2 separate regions of the Ovis aries genome follow, and region 2 is linked to region 1. A link is a contact called in public Hi-C data. All regions are on one chromosome and are shown on one strand. Each heading gives the region's core, a stretch centred on a gene start, on an enhancer-like site or on the middle of the called end of the contact. The rest is flanking DNA. Distances are from core to core; before and after follow the strand shown.

Region 1 (7,900 bases), core at 1,358-3,857:
AGGTATGGAACCCTGGCCCCCTGCATTGGGAGCTTGGCCTCTTAGCCATGTGACCATTCAGTTCAGTTCAGTTCAGTCGCTCAGTCGTGTCCCACTCTTTGGACCCCATGAATCGCAGCACGCCAGGCCTCCCTGTCCATCACCAACTCCTAGAGTTCACTCAGACTCATGCCCATCGAGTCAGTGATGCCACCCAGCCATCTCATCCTCGGTCGTCCCCTTCTGCTCCTGCCCCCAATCCCTCCCAGCATCAGAGTCTTTTCCAATGAGTCAACTCTTCGCATGAGGTGGCCAAAGTACTGGAGCTTCAGCTTTAGCATCATTCCTTCCAAAGAAATCCCAGGGCTGGTCTCCTTCAGAATGGACTGGTTGGATCTCCTTGCAGTCCAAGGGACTCTCAAGAGCCTTCTCCAACACCACAGTTTAAAAGCATCAATTCTTTGGCGCTCAGCCTTCTTCACAGTCCAACTCTCACATCCATACATGACCAAAGGAAAAGCCATAGCCTTGACTAGACAGACCTTAGTCGGCAAAGTAATGTCTCTGCTTTTGAATATGCTATCTAGGTTGGTCATAACTTTTCTTCCAAGCAGTAAGCGTCTTTTAATTTCATGGCTGCATTCACCATCTGCAGTGATTTTGAAGCCCCACAAAATAAAGTCTGCAACTGTTTCTACTGTTTCCTCATCTATTTCCCATGAAGTGATGGGACCAGATGCCATGATCTTCGTTTTCTGAATGTTGAGCTTTAAGCTAACTTTTTCACTCTCCTCTTTCACTTTCATCAAGAAGGAAGTCCAATGTGCCCTCTTTTTTTCTTAGTTTGCCTGTTTGCTGCTGCTGCTGCTGCTGTCATGTCCGACTCTGTGCGACCCCATAGACGGCAGCCCACCAGGCTCCCCCTTCCCTGGGATTCTCCAGGCAAGAACACTGGAGTGGGTTGCCATTTCCTTCTCCAGTGCATGAAAGTGAAAAGTCAAAGTGAAGTTGCTCAGTCATGTCTGACTCTTCGGGACCCCATGGACTGCAGCCCACCAGGCTCCTCCGTTCATGGGATTTTCCAGGCAAGAGTACTGGAGTGGGGTGCCATTGCCGTCTCCGTTTGCCTGTTTAGAGGCTTATTAATTTGGTTGAATTTTCAAAGAAACAGCTTTTAATTTCACTGATTTTTGTTTATTGACTTCTTGTTTTCAATTTAATTTCTGCTCTGATTCTTATTATTTCCCTTTTTATGCTTGCTCTGTATTTAATTTGCTTTTCTTTTTCTTGTTTCCTTAGGTGGCAACTTAGCTGACTAATTAATGTTAGGTCTTCTTTTCTAGCCAATGAAGTCAGTGCTGTAAATTTCCCTCTAAGAACTACTTTTACTGTATCCCAAAAATTTTGATAAATTGTATTTTTATTTTCATCTATTTCAAAGTATTTTTTAGTTTGAGACTTCTTCTTTGACTTGTGTTATTTAAAACTGTGTTGTTTCAGTTCAGTCGCTCAGTCGTGTCCGACTTTTTATTATGACCCAACCCCATGGACCGCAGCAGGCCAGGCTTCTCTGTCCATCACCAACTCCCCAGAGATTGCTCAACTGTGGTGTTTAGTCTTAATTTATTGAGATTTTCTAGCTGTTATTTGATTCTAGGTTAATTCTACCATGGTCAAAAATCAGACACTGTAGAATTTGTCCTTTTAAATTTGTTAAGGTGTGTTTGAGAACCTAGAATGTGATCTGTCCTGGTGAATGATCCTTGTGAGCTTGAGAATATATATTCTACCATATATTGAATAAGACTTTTGATGTCATTATATCCAGTTGAGTGATGGTGTTGAGTTCAACTATGTCCTTGGTGATTTTCCTTTTTAAAATTTTATTTATATGGTTGCATTGGATGTCTTGGTGTGTGAGGGCTTTCTCCAGTTGAGGCCAGGCCCAGGTGCGGAGCCGGCAGCCGGCGCCGTCCCCGCCGCGGGGCCCAGCCCCGGCTTCCTGGGCCCAGTCGGAGTTGTCCCCAGTTCCACCCGCGGCCCCGCCAAGATGGAGGACGTCGTCTCCTCCAGCAGCCATGACGGGAGCGGGGGACGCCTCCCCACGGGGCTGAGGGGAAGGCAAGCGCTTCCAGCCCTCGGAGCGCGCGGGGTCCCGCCGCCGGCCTTCCAGACCCCTGCTCCCGCCCCCATCGCTGAAGCCCCTGCCCGCCCAGGCCTCACGGGGCTCCCAGACACTGGACAGGGAGGGCGAGGAGGATATCAAGGGCGTGGCGCTAGCAGCCACTGCGAGGGCAGGTGGCCCGGCTCAGGTCTTCGGGCCGCTGGCGTCCGACAGCGCTCGACCACTGCAGGTAGCAACAAACTCTGTTGTCTACACGGCGACACGCCGGTCTGGGATCCGTGCGGAAAAGGCGGGGAGTGCAATGGAGGCGCGGGGGTGTGGCTTACGGCTGACGGACGGGGCATCGGACCACCCCCTCAAGGGGGGGTCCTGAAGGAAGGCGGACACAGCCAATGGGCGTGCCCTTGGCGCCCAGCCCGCCCTCCCCGGCCGCCAGTGAGGGCGCAGGGGGAGGGACCTGCCGGGTCGGGCCGCGCCGCCGCGGCCGCCGCCTCCGCCTCCTCACTAGCGCTAAAGCTGGGACTCGACCGAGTGGAGTTGCGCTTGTTGCCGAAGAGGTGGGTGATGGGCCGGGGGCGGAGAGGTTCGTTCCGCGGAGCCGCAGCCAAAACCGGGTGAGGCTTGTCCCCGCCGTGTCTCCAGCTCAGGGCCGCCGACAGTGGGGGTGGCCGGGAGCGGCGCAGCCTCTGGAGGCGGAGGCGCCGGGAGGCGGAGATGGGTGAGGTCGGCCTCCGAAGCCTCCCACCGACCCGGGAGAAGCGCCCCGCGGCGCGGCCGCCGTCGCCGCTGCCGCTTCGGGGCCTCAGGCTGCCGGCGCCTCCGCTGATGTCCCAGGCGCATTGGCAGGCTTGAGTGCGGGCGCGGCCGCGAGGGCCGAGTGAGGCGGCCGCCGGCGGGCTTCGGGGGTCGCGGGGTGGGGGAGGGGGCGCCTGCTTGGGCGCTCGTGGCCGCACTCGCAGTCTCCCGGCAGCGACCCGGGGTCCGCAAGTTTGAGAGTGAGGACACGGCCCCCCCGCACCAGGTCCCCTCCTCGGCCGCCCAGACCCCGGCGCGGTGTCTTCTCACGGCTTATATGGGCGAGTTTCTAATGGCGGACGCGGAGCGGGCAGGTCTCGGGCTCCGGGCCAACACGGGGGTTTCCGCCCCGCGGCGACGCGAGCTGCGGGCGAGTGAGTTCCTGAGGGACGGCGGCGGCGAGCGGGCCGAATCGGGGATAGGTGTCTCGAGGCCGCGCTCGCCCTCCGCCTCCCGCCTTTGGCTCGCAGGGACTGTGCGGGCGAGTGGTGGTGGCGGGGCCTTGGTGTTTGTGTACCTGGCGCCTCGGCCGCCGTGGGGTGGGCGGTGTCTGTGTGGAGGAGCGCTGAGGCTTCTTGACTTGTCCCTTTGCTTCCTCTCTGGTGAGTTGGTGCTGCGTCCACCTTGGCTATAACGAAGTCCGTTTTCATCCTTCGTTCTAGGGCCAGGAATCACCTACAGAAAAGTCTGGTGATAGTTCGGTGATAGTAATTAAGGAGGAAAGCGTGCACGGTGAGTAAGTTTACCCCGCGTGTTTGTGGAATACAGCTAGCGCAGTACTAGAGTGTGCTTCTGTGGAACTTACCTTTCTCTTACCTTGAAGGCAGAGAGCTAGTTTCTGGAGTGGACCTTGTCCCCTGAGCCAAGCCAGGGAAGTCCCTGGGAAAGCATGGTGAGTGCGTGCTGATGTTTACACCACTGGTATTCTCCTAGAGTTCTAAGATGTTCCATTTTTAATGCTTTCTTTTTAACATTTTTTTTTGCATTCTAATGGTTAGAAATAATTTTTTTCCGTACTGTTGAATTAGCTAGACTGATTGAATCTTATCGTTATTCTAAGATTGATGGACACAATACTTTGTGTGTGTGTTTGTCTTATATTTGAGGAAGATTTGTGTTTTCTGTATCCTGATAAAACTCAGGCAAGCATCACATCAGGAAACTTTTTTTTTTTTTTGAAGAGAGAATCTAGTTCTTACCCTAGTCGCGATTCTAAGATTGACCACTGAATTACTAAATTGGTAGTGACAGTCTCCATTATGAAGTTGATGTGTTTTTTTTTTCTTGTTACTAAAAAGTAAGCTAAGTGCTCTTCATTTTGGTACAATAAAATGCCCAGTTCCCTGTCAGCTGTTGCGTTAATGGCTTTAACACCAATCCTTTCCTGAATCAGTAATTTTGTAAAGTGTCTCAAAATGATTTTTTTAAAAAAATCTCTGATTTTACATTTATTATCTGGGATTCTGTACAGTCTTAGATCCTGCCTATTTTGTCCTTCCAGCTGGTCAGTTTTTCACCAGTCATCAAAAAGAAACTTGGTGAATATTGCTGTTTCTCATAGTAATATTCCTGCCTTCCCTCTGCTGTTGTTGCTTCTTGCCAGACTTGACTGTGCACTTACTCTGATAGGCTTCATGGCACACTTCATTAGTTAGACAGCTTTAAGGAATGAATATTGTTTTGACTGGGTGATTTTCATAGGATACCTGAAATGATATTTCAGATTATGTGGTAGTTGTATGAGATGAAGGAATGTGGACAGGGTTCTAGAGCTATGAGGGACTTTATTAGGAAAAGGGAACTAGTGGAGACTAACAGACTGGAAGGATAACAAATCGCTGACTCAGTTATTACCACTTAGAAAAGCCACTTTTCTCAACAGCAAGCAGGTTCTTAGCATAGGTGAGCACAGTGTGGGAAGGACTAGGTTTAGTGCCAGCCAGATTTCATATCTGGTTTATATCTCTGCTGTCTTATTACTTTAGCAAGTGCAAACTAAATAAGAGTCAATAACTGAACCTTTATAAATGCACATCTTATTCAGTTAAATACACTTTTTTATCCACATTTTATACGTGAGTAAATTGTGTCTGTGTTCCCAATTGCTATGAAGATTGTAAAGTGCCTAGCCCATAAGTTATGTGAAACACACACACACATTGTTAACGGTAGCTACAGTTCTTGTGTTTTTTGTCTTCTGATATTTCCTCAGCTTTATCTTTCAGTCCTTTTCCTGAGTTTTCCATTTTTGTCAATTTTTTATGGTCTTTTGCTTGTCATGTGTCGGGCTAGAGTTCTGATTGTTGTGTGGATTTCGATTTTCTTTTTCCTGCACTTTCTCCTTTTTTTCTTTTAACAACTTTTTCTTTTACATTATTTTTTATTGGAGTATAGTTGTGTTATATTTACAGCATTGTGTTTCTGCTGTACAGCAAAGTGAATCAGCTATACCTGTATATATACATATATCCCCTCTTTTTTGTATTTCCTTTACATTTAGGTCACCGCAGAGCATTGAGTAGAGTTCCCTGAACTGTACAGTAGGTTCTCAGGTATCTATTTTATGCACAGTATCAATAGTATATATATGTCAGGACTATTTTTCTTATTAGAGGATTTCTTCAGATATTTTATAATCCTTGGTTGGTCTACTCGTGGTTAAGAATTGAGAAATAGAAAATAGATTAGAAAAATGAGTGGAATGTTTCAACTTGGAGCTTCACTGTAGGATGAATCTTTTTAGGCCAATTGATGGAGAACCTCTGAAGTCATTATCTTTAGGTCTTTCATTTTGGGGGGTTCCTAGTTCCACAGAAAGAAGTGTTTCTGAGAAAGAAGTTTTCTGCGGAAGAGTCTGCTGCTTGGAAGATTGAAGTCTGGATGCCAGCTCACTGGAAATCAGCCGGGAAAGGGAGCATTTCAAATACATGATATTGAAGCATTCACCAGTGCCTGGTATACCTGAAACAAAGATCGTTTGTTCTATCCTCTCCAAAGAAGAGAAGTCTAGAACTTGAGCCAGAAAGGGGGAAGACCTGTGATCATCAACGTGGAGAAAGGGAAGGGACCTGGAATTTCACATCCTCCTTGTCTTAGCTGTCTGCTCCCTATTCCAGTGATATCAGGAGTTACAGGCTTTGAGCCTTTTGATGATTCCGCTGCTTATGTCCGAAGTTTCTCAGTTTTTTCCTTCACTGTTTTAGAGGTAGGCTGTCTCAGGCAGAGTTGGTTAACTACTCATCCACCTGCTTATCAAAGTTTTTGCTTTTGTTTCTTTAGTTTTTCCTTTTCTTGTGAGTAGGAACTTCACTGTCATTTATGGGGATTTTAGAAGGGATTGAAGTTAGTTTTGTGTGATCAGTCTACCATCTCTTAAGTGCCTATTCGGTACTTAAGTAGTTCTGCTGTTTGTTGTGATTGTTCATTTAATTCTTCCTTTTCCTAGCTCTGTACATTTGTGAATAAAACCTTGAGAATCATCATACACCTTTATTTAGTTTTTGATTTTTAGTGGGAATCCTTGTAGTATATACTAACAGGAAGCTAACTTTGAAATTGATGTTATTTTTATGTAAATATACAAATATTTTTGTATTACAAAAGATCTGTTACAGAATAAGTTCAGAGATGCCATAGAATGTGTTCTAGAATTTAAGTGATCAGCAAATTTTTATAGCATGCATCCTTTATGTTTCATAGAGCCTTGAAAATATAGATGTGCCTATAGGTAGCCAAAAATGAACCTTTGGAGCAGTGATTAAATATTTGAAAATACTTTCTTGGTGATTTTAATATTTGAAGGCTTGTGAGCAGGTTTGTTTACCTTTATCATCATGTGCTAATCTTGTCAAATTAATAACTCACCATTTCTATGTTAGCTACTGTTTTTTGTCATTTTAATATGTAAGTTCTACCAAATTGTGCATAAACATAATTGAATATTAACTGGCTAGTAAATTATTCAACTTTTTTTAATTGAAGGTGATGTCAGGAAATTAATGATACTGAATTATAACTTAATGCAGCAGACATTTTTGCAGTTTTAAAAAGGCATATTTAAACAACTATAACACTGAACTGCATACTTAAAAATGATTAAAATAGTATTTTATGTTATATATATTTTAGTGTAATCTTTTGGAAAGATAACTGTAGCAATCTTTGGGAAATAAAAAGTAGAATAAAAGTAAACACAATAGGGCAAAGGACCCTAATTTGTGTCTTTGTTTCGGTGTTAACTCTCATCTTTATTGATAATGAAATACCTTCTTAACTTGCAAGGTTATTACCTACAACCTAGAGATAATTTGCATATAAGAGTCTTGCTTGGGTTTCAGCCTAACTTTTTAGTTAGGCTGAAATTCTAGTCCCAATTTTTTTTTTTCTCTTGGCTGCACTGTGAGGCTTGTGGGAGCTTACCTCCCTGACCAGGGATTGAGCCCTGGGCCACAGCAGTGAAAACCTGGAATCCTAACCACTGAGCGACCAGGGAACTCCCATTAGATTCCACACTTCTCTGTGTGGATTTTCCTTTAATTTTATATTAATTTTCATTGTATCAAGATGAAAATTAAATAGTTGTAGATGAATAAGATACCACAGGAAGGGAACTTCCCTGGTGGTCCAGGGATTAGGACTTCGCCTTCCAATGTAGGGGGTGAAGGTTCAGTTCCTGATTAGGGAGCTGAGATCCCGCATACTTCTTGGCCAGAAAACCAAAGCATGAAACAGAAGCAGCATTGTAACAAATTCAATAAAGATTTTTTTAAAAAAGATACCATAGGAAGACAAAAATATTTAAGATTAATTAGACACTTGTTGAAATCTTAGGGTGAAGCCAAAGTATTTGCCTGAATACCTTCTCAGTAGAGAGAGATTTATCATTTTTGTACTCTTTAATATGGTCCAGGCAGATACCAGGGACTTGTATGTCCAGTTATCACAATAAAAACCTCAGAGTCCTTTTTTTAATCCCCATTTATAGTATGAACAACAGTTTAC
Region 2 (7,900 bases), core at 2,719-5,218, 240 kb after region 1:
GCCATGGGCACCTGCCATAGGCAACTGTTCCTGTTCCCCCCATCCCTGGAGCCAGGCTCCCTCCCACCCCTATAGCAACCCCTACCCCCCACAACCTCCCCTCACCCCCAGCAGTGGAACCTGTTTCCCTTTCCTGCCAACCTCTGCTCCCCTGTGCCTCTCATTCCTTCGCCACACTGAAGCATGAACCACCATTTTATTTTGAAAATTATGCTTCAAATGAAATTCAATTTTCCTGTCAGAGTTCAAAGCATGGCCTCCTCGCAGCCTCATCCTGGCCAAGGTGGTTTTTCTTCAGGTTGGCAAACCCTAAGGGCCTCCACACAACTGTTCCTCTCCCCAGGACCCTCCCACTGCCGCCACTCACACTGGTGTATCACACCCAGGACCTAGTGGTGTCTGCCCAACAATCAACAAACTAAGGCTTCACATTTCTTGTTTCTTACATGGTCTAAGATCTGGTTAAACAGAAGTGCCTGGATTTAACTCTGCCTTTCAGCGGCATTAATGTTTACTAACTCCATAACTTCACAGGTGTTGACTGTCTTTCACATGCAGATGGATTCATAATTAGCACTATGTACAAACAAGAATGCTGATAGATACTGTGAAAGATATGAGACTACGCTATTCAGGTTCATCCACCTTGCTCTCAGTCTCCAACACTGAGAACACTGTGTTGGCCAGGAATCGAACCTGGGTTAACTGCTTGGAAGGCAGCCACACTCACCACTATACCACCAACTCTGCACACGTGTATATAGCACACATGTATTAAAGAAAAAGCACCTGTGATCCCTCCATCCAGAAACAACCGCAACTGTTGATACTGCGATATTTCTTTTTGGTATTATTTTCCCCATATCATTACTATTTTGTACAGTATTCTTATAAAATGTTATTTATTCATATTGTTTTTTTAAGTTTATGGACAGTTTCTCTAACTTTTCATGAGAATTTTCCTATGGCACTAAATGTTCTTTGAAAGAATTTGTAGTGGTGCATAAGCTTTCTGTTATTTAACTCCTACTCTGTCATCAGGTATTTGGTTATCTAAAATTGTTCATTATACATTTTTTTTTCCTGTGTGGTTAAGTATACATGGGCTTTCCTGGTGGCTCAGCAGTAAAGAATCCACCTGCAATGCAGGAGACACAGGTTTGATTCCTGGGTCAGGAAGATCCCCTGGAGAAGGAAATGGCAATCCACTCCAGTATTCTTGCCTGGAAAATTCCACAGACAGAGGAGCCTGGCGGGCTACAGTCCATGGGGTTGCAAAAGAGTTGGACATAACTAGCACAAAGTATACCTAACCTAAAATTTACCATTTTAATCATTTTTAAAGGAAATCAACCCTGCATATTCATTGGAAGGACTGGTGCTGAAGCTGACGCTCCAACACTTTGGCCACCTGATACAAAGAGCAGATTCATTGGAAAAGACCCTTAATGCTGGGGAAGACTGAAGACAGGAGGAGAAAGGAACAACAGAGGATGAGATTGTTGGATGCCATCACCGACTCAATGAATGCGAGTTTGAGCAAACTCTGGGAGACGGAGGACAGGGAAGCAGTTCATGGGGCTGCAAAGAGTCGTGTCCGACTGAATGACTGAACAATAATCATTTTTAAGCATACAGCTCAGTAGCATTAAGTACATTCACACTGTGAAACCAGAATATACAGATTTTAAACATATTAATAAATCTCTGTCCATGGAATTCTCCAGGCAAGAATACTAGAGACTGTTGCCATTTCCTTCTTCAGGGGATCTTCCTTACCCAGGGTTTGAACTCGGGTTTCCTGCATTGCAGGCAGATTGTTTACTGTCAGAGCCAACAGGGAAGCCAGGGGAGGAAATGCCAGCTGTAAAGATGCCAGATTGGGTGGCAGTGAGCTTCCTCTGGTACAGCAGAGGCTGCATGGGCAGGAGAGAGACTAACACTAAGTTTTGTGAAACTTAAGTCTGGCCTTGACTCCTGTCTTCCTGCAGGTTCTGTCTGGAGTCTCCCTCAAACACCTGCCTCTTCTCCTGTGAGCAGTTTCCTGACAGACATACACCACCTGTCAAGATCTTCTTCTCAAACTTTCTCTACATGAACTCAATCTCACATCTTCATTGGAGACTGCTCTGTTGTATGTGAGCTCTGGGTGTCTTCTACCCATCAGGCCCAGTTCAGCTTCAGGTCTGAAGAAACTCTAGCACTCCCCTCACAAATCCTGTCTCTATCTAGAAACTATGGATGCATCTGGGAGCAAGAGGCTCACTGCCACCCAATCTGGCATCTTTACAGCTGGCATTTCCTCCCCTGGCTTCCCTGATGGCTCTGATAGTAAACAACCTGCCTGCAATGCAGGAGACCTGGGTTCAAACCCTGGGTAGGGAAAATCCCCTGAAGAAGGGAACAGTAAGAGTCTCCAGTATTCTTGCCTGGAGAATTTCATGGACAGAGGAGCATGGCAGGCTACAGCCCATGGTATCACAGAGTTGGACAGGACTGAGGGACTAATACTTTCCCTTCACTTCAAGAGCCCACAGCAGTGGCTTTAATCACACATCTCTCTGTAATCATGGGAAGGCCTGCACTCTATCAGTGTCTCCAGGATGGCAAGCCTATGTGAACAGCTGGTCCTTGGTCATCTTTATATCCTTGGAATCTAGACATCTTTTGGCACACAGTAGGCATTCAACAGGAGAAGGCAATGGCAACCCACTCCGGTATTCTTGCCTAGAAAATCCCATGGATGGAAGAGCCTGGTAGGCTGCAGTCCATGGGGTTGCTAAGAGTCGGACACGACTAAACGACTTCACTTTCACTTTTCACTTTCATGCATTGGAGAAGGAAATGGCAACCCACTCCAGTGTTCTTGCCTGGAGAATCCCAGGGACGGGGGAGCCTGGTGGGCTGCCGTCTATGGGGTCTCACAGAGTAGGACACGACTGAAGCGACTTAGCAGCAGCAGGCATTCAGCAAACAATTGCTAACTATAAACTCTTCCAAGCCTGAATGAAAGCCTGCTGTGTGCTGTGCTTAGTTGCTCAGTCCTGTCATACTTTTTGTGGCCTCATGTAGCCCGCCAGGCTCCTCTGTCCATGGGGATTCTCCAGGCAGGAATATTGGAGTGGGTTGCCATGCTCTCCTCCAGAGGAATCTTCCTGACCCAGGGATTGAACCTGGGTCTCCTGCATTGCAGGCGGATTCTTTCCAATCTGAGCCACCAGGGAAGCCGGAATTTAAGCTTAGGAGTATTAAAAAAAAACAAAACCAAACCCAAAACCCTTCTGACACTACCTGCATTTCTGGGCTCAAATGTCATTAATTCCGCCCATCTCTAAAGGGACTGTTAAAACCCCTGCAATGGCAAAGGACACGCAGCCGCCTGTTCTAAGGAGCTGAGACTTTGCACCCACGTCCGTGCGCTTTCCCGAGCCTTCAGCTACTCATTTCCGGGCTTTCCACTTTGGATTCACAGGTACCTTCCGTGTTTCCGTCCGGGGCTCCCTGTCACTCGCCAGGTCGGGCTACATTCCCTGATTAGTCACCAAAATGCAGTATTAGGCAAGTTTCTTTCTCTGGAACCTAACTTTCAGGAGAAAGCCTGTTTAGCACATTGGAAACAAGAAAAAACTATCCAAAAAAAAAAAAAAAAAACCCCACCCAAGGAAAAACTAAGTTCTATCTCCATCGGCTCACTTTTGCGAGCTGGGGACACGCCGAGGCACCCGGCAGCGGGGGTGTTTCTTGGCCGGCGGCGGCGGCCGCCGCGGTGAGGGGACCGGCCCTCCCCGGACGGTCGGCGCGGTCCCCTGCCGGCCTCACCCCCGGACCTTCAGCTGACTGCCCGCAGCGGCGCCCACGCACCTGCCTGAGGCTCCGGCCCACTCGGGCGCTGGCGCCCCTGAGTTCTCGGCTTCTGACTCCCAGGCCTTCAGGACTTGGGACTCCCGGGTCCAGGCCCTTCCTGGTTCCGGGCGCGCCCCCGCCGCGGGTTCTGGGGTTCCGGCGCCGCCCTGGACTGGCCGCAGCGCGCACGGCGGACGTGGATAGCGCCGCGGACGGCGACAGGACTGCGTGCGGTCTTCCAGCGTCAGGACTCGGATTCATGTTTCAGGCGGCATTTGGGCTGTGAGGAGAACTCCAAACTTCGTAGTTTGGGGAAAGCGGTGGTGGTACTGCTTGAGGAAGAAGGGCAGTTTTCCGGAGCGGGAAAAGAACAATTTCGAGAGGATTTGAGATTGGGGAAACATGAGGCTAATTTTAGTGCAGGATTCTGAGAGTTTGTAGTTCTTGGTAGTGTTACTGAGTAATTAGAAATATGTGTTTTCCTTGGTAGCTCAGCCGGTAAAGAATCGGACTACCAATTGTGGAGACAGGGGTTCGATCCCTGGGTCGGGAAGAACCCCTGGAGGAGGAGGGCATGGCAACCCACTCCGATTATTCTTGCCTGGAGAATCCCATGGACAGAGGAGCCTGAAGGGCTGCAATCCAAGGGGAAGGGGGGGGGGTGGGACGGGGGTGTCGCACAGAGTCAGACAGGACTTAAGGACTAAACAAGGACAACAACAATCTGCCATTCCAGAAAGGAGGGGCTGGCCACTCACTGAGTAGAGGGGCGATAAGTTCAGTCACTCAGTTTTGTCCGACTCTGCGACCCCATGGACTGTAGCACGCCAGGCTTCCCTGTCCATCACCAACTCTCGGAGTTTACCCAAACTCATGTCCTTGGCGTCGGTGATACCATCCAACCATCCTATCCTCTGTCGTCCACGTCTCCTGCCTTCAATCTTTCCCCAGAATCAGGGTCTTTTCCAATGAGTCAGATCTCCACATCAGGTGGCCAAAGTATTGAAGTTTCATTTTCAGTATCAGTTCTTCCAGTGAATATTCAGAACTGATTTCCTTCAGGATGGACTGGTTGGATCTCTTTGCAGTCCAGGGGATTCTCAAGAGTCTTCTCCAACACCGCAGTTCAAAAGCATCAATTCTTCGGCACTCAGCTTTCTTTATAGTCCAACTCTCACATCCATAGTGACTACTGGAAAAACCATAGCTTTGACTAGACAGACCTAATGGGAAATAATAAAATTCTGAAAATAGTAAATAAAATGGCAATAAAAAAGATGTAGCAAGAATATGGATTTGAATCCTGACTTTACTACTTAATTCCCAGGGGATTATGGACAAGCTACCTTACAGCAGTGATCCCCAACATTTTTGGCACCAGGGACCAGTTTCATGGGAGATAGTTTTTCTGCAGAAGGGGTGGGATGATTCAAGTGAATTACATTTATTGTTCACTTTATTTCTATTATCATTACATCATCTCCACCTCAGATCATCAGGCATTAGATCCCAGAGGTTGGGGGCCCCTACCTTACAAGATTGTGTGAGAATCAATTTAGCTGACATCAGCAAAAATGGTACAAGGTCCATCCCTATCCCAAAACAATTTGGGGGGACTGTGTAGGGCAACATTTGGGGGCTTAGTTCCCTGACCAGGGATCAAACACTTATACCCTTGTAGTGGAACCTCGGAGTCTTAATCACTGGACTACCAGAGAAGTCCCAAAACAGTTTCTTAAATTTATTTTTGAAACATCTTTTAAAACTTGACAAAACCTGTCAGAAACTACCTTACCAGATCCTAGAAGATAGTCAAAGGTTTACAACAAAAAAGTAGATGTATAAATGTTATAGTCCGGGGTCCTTGGACTCTCTTTAAAATGTTTGTTTTTATTATTTGTATCTTTGGCTGCACTGGGTCTTCGCTACTGCGTGGGTTTTTCTGTAGTTGCAGTGAGGGGGGCTACTCTTTGTTGTGGTGCACAGGCTCCTCATTGTGGTGGTTTCTCTGGTTGTAGCTTAGTTGCTACAAGGCATGTGGGATCTTCCTAGACCAGGGAGGGAACCGGTGTCCCCTGCATTGGCAAGTGGATTTCTACCCACTGTATGACTACGGAAATCCCCTTGGACTCCTTATCGATAGAAATTGATGAGGTCAGACTTGTGCTACAGTAAGAGGACATGAAAACAAACATCAGGTGTCCCTGCTCCAGGAGCTGGGGCGACCTGGTTCTTTAAATAGGGTGAGGGTAGGAACTGATCCGAGGAGGCTTAACTTGGGTGGTCTGCACACCCTTGCAAGGATCCTGCACAGGACCGACCCTTCTTTTGCTCTCAAGAGCGCAGGGCTGGAGCAGGGGGGATTAGAGCAGGTGGCTGGCATGGGCTGCAGCACCAGTCAGAGCTGCGCTGCCTCTGATGCGCTCCTCAGCAAGTGCACCGATGCCTCCCCTACCCAGTTTAGGGGTCTCAGCCTGTTCTATGCCTCACAGTCTTGCAGTCGCCTCAGGTGCTGCACCTTTACCTAACATGGAGCTGTGGGGGTGTGCTGGGCTGTGTGCTGGGGCGGTCCCAGGAAACCAGCCAGAACCCAGGCAGCGTCGGTCTGCTTCCCCTTGTTTCTGGAGTAAGCAGGCTTGTGTATGTCCCTCACAAGTGGAGTCTAGGGTTCTTACAGCCTTCCTATTAGTTCCACTGGTTTTCACACCACCTAAGGGGTATGTCTTCCCAGTGTCAGACACCAGGACTAGGATGCCCAATAGTGGCTAAAACTGACCCCTCCCCAGGAAAGCCTGTGTCATCTCTCTCCTCTTCTGTGTCCCCTTCCAGGGTGCAGGTCCTGAGCCAATTACTTCTCTTCCCTTCCTACTTGATTCTGTGTGGATCTTTCTTACAGGCTTGGTTTTACAAGGCTGTCTGTCTCCAATTTGTCTTCAGTGAGGATTGCTCCACATGTAGATGTATTTTTGATATGTTTGTAAGTGTAGGCAAACTTTGTGTCCTCCTACTCTGCCATCTTGATCTCCCCTCCCTGGAATCAGTAATCTTATTTCTGAAGGGTAAATGTGCTGCTTTAAAAATGTGTAATAAAACATTTAAAACGCATAGAATGCTGCAAGTTGATCTGAAGCATAAAAACCCATAGAATGTGTCAAGAACCATCAGACGATAATTACAGTAAAGTCTTAATTAACTATCATTGTATTGCTCTGCTGTGATCCCAGCAGATTCAGGCTAGAATTCTCTTTATTATCTACTCCACATTATTGCTCGGACATTCTAGAATATAGTGCATGTGATAATCCCTTCATTGTTTAGACTCACAGGTTTCCATGACCTTTTGCTGCAAGCCCAACCCACCAGCACTAGTTCTATCCATATTAAAATGACAAGATTTTTTTTTTTTTAAAGATGTCTTTCTGCATCCAACGTAGTTAGAAATTTTCTTACTGAGGTAACATTCTGGAAATCTGAGCCTTAGGACCTTAGAGAAGAACTCTACTTCCCATGGATAAAGTGGGCTGTGGCTTTTCTTGCCTTTGCTTAGAGGCTGGGTACTCGCATCTCTCAGGCCCCTCTATCCCTTGCTGGGGTCACCTGTTCTAGCCTGGACAGCATCAGCATGGGAAGCCTCCCACAGCCAGACCTGAAATTCTGTCCTTTCTGGACAGAGCGGTCACTCCTATCATAGCTAGCAAAGAAAATTCCTCAACTCTCCAAAGATTTTTCATGCCCAATTAAAATAGTATTCTTAAAATAGTATTCTTACCAAATGACTTGAGAATTACATATTATTTTTATATCTTGCAGAACCATCTGACATGACCTATCGAGCTGGACTTTGGCAGACAAACTGAGTTCGTCAACAGTTGGAAGTCATAAAATTGAAAGTGCCTTGATGGATTTGTTTATGGTATAGATGTGATGATGGCTTCTTGGGTGAGGACTTCTCTAGACTCATCAAGTTATATGTATTATATATAGCTTTTTGTATGCCAGTCATACTTCGGTCTGGTGGTTTTTAAAAAGTGAAAAAATTTCCTAAATTTTTACCACA

The links. Hi-C and Micro-C count contacts between places; a contact is called where the count stands out from the background.
Region 2: a contact with region 1 is called in a Hi-C map of tail adipose tissue, with 3 times the contacts expected there. The contact joins the promoter of PARP4 here to the promoter of LOC101119317 in region 1. A contact is called at or near these places in 3 of 16 Hi-C or Micro-C datasets (blood, skin fibroblasts and tail adipose tissue).

Annotation. Positions count from the first base shown.
Region 1 is chr10:36,471,191-36,479,090 of ARS-UI_Ramb_v3.0, forward strand. It overlaps LOC101119317 (zinc finger MYM-type protein 5), which reads left to right and starts at 2,608. Exons shown (of 10, transcript XM_060394495.1): 1 at 2,608-2,661; 2 at 3,562-3,631; 3 at 3,727-3,791; 4 at 5,400-5,451.
Region 2 is chr10:36,705,959-36,713,858 of ARS-UI_Ramb_v3.0, forward strand. PARP4 (poly(ADP-ribose) polymerase family member 4) reads right to left here and starts at 3,969. Exons shown (of 33, transcript XM_042254928.2): 1 at 3,862-3,969. It overlaps LOC132657301 (a long non-coding RNA gene), which reads left to right and starts at 4,040. Exons shown (of 2, transcript XR_009595270.1): 1 at 4,040-4,125; 2 at 7,654-7,900. It overlaps TRNAG-UCC (transfer RNA glycine (anticodon UCC)), which reads right to left and starts at 747; the gene lies at 676-747.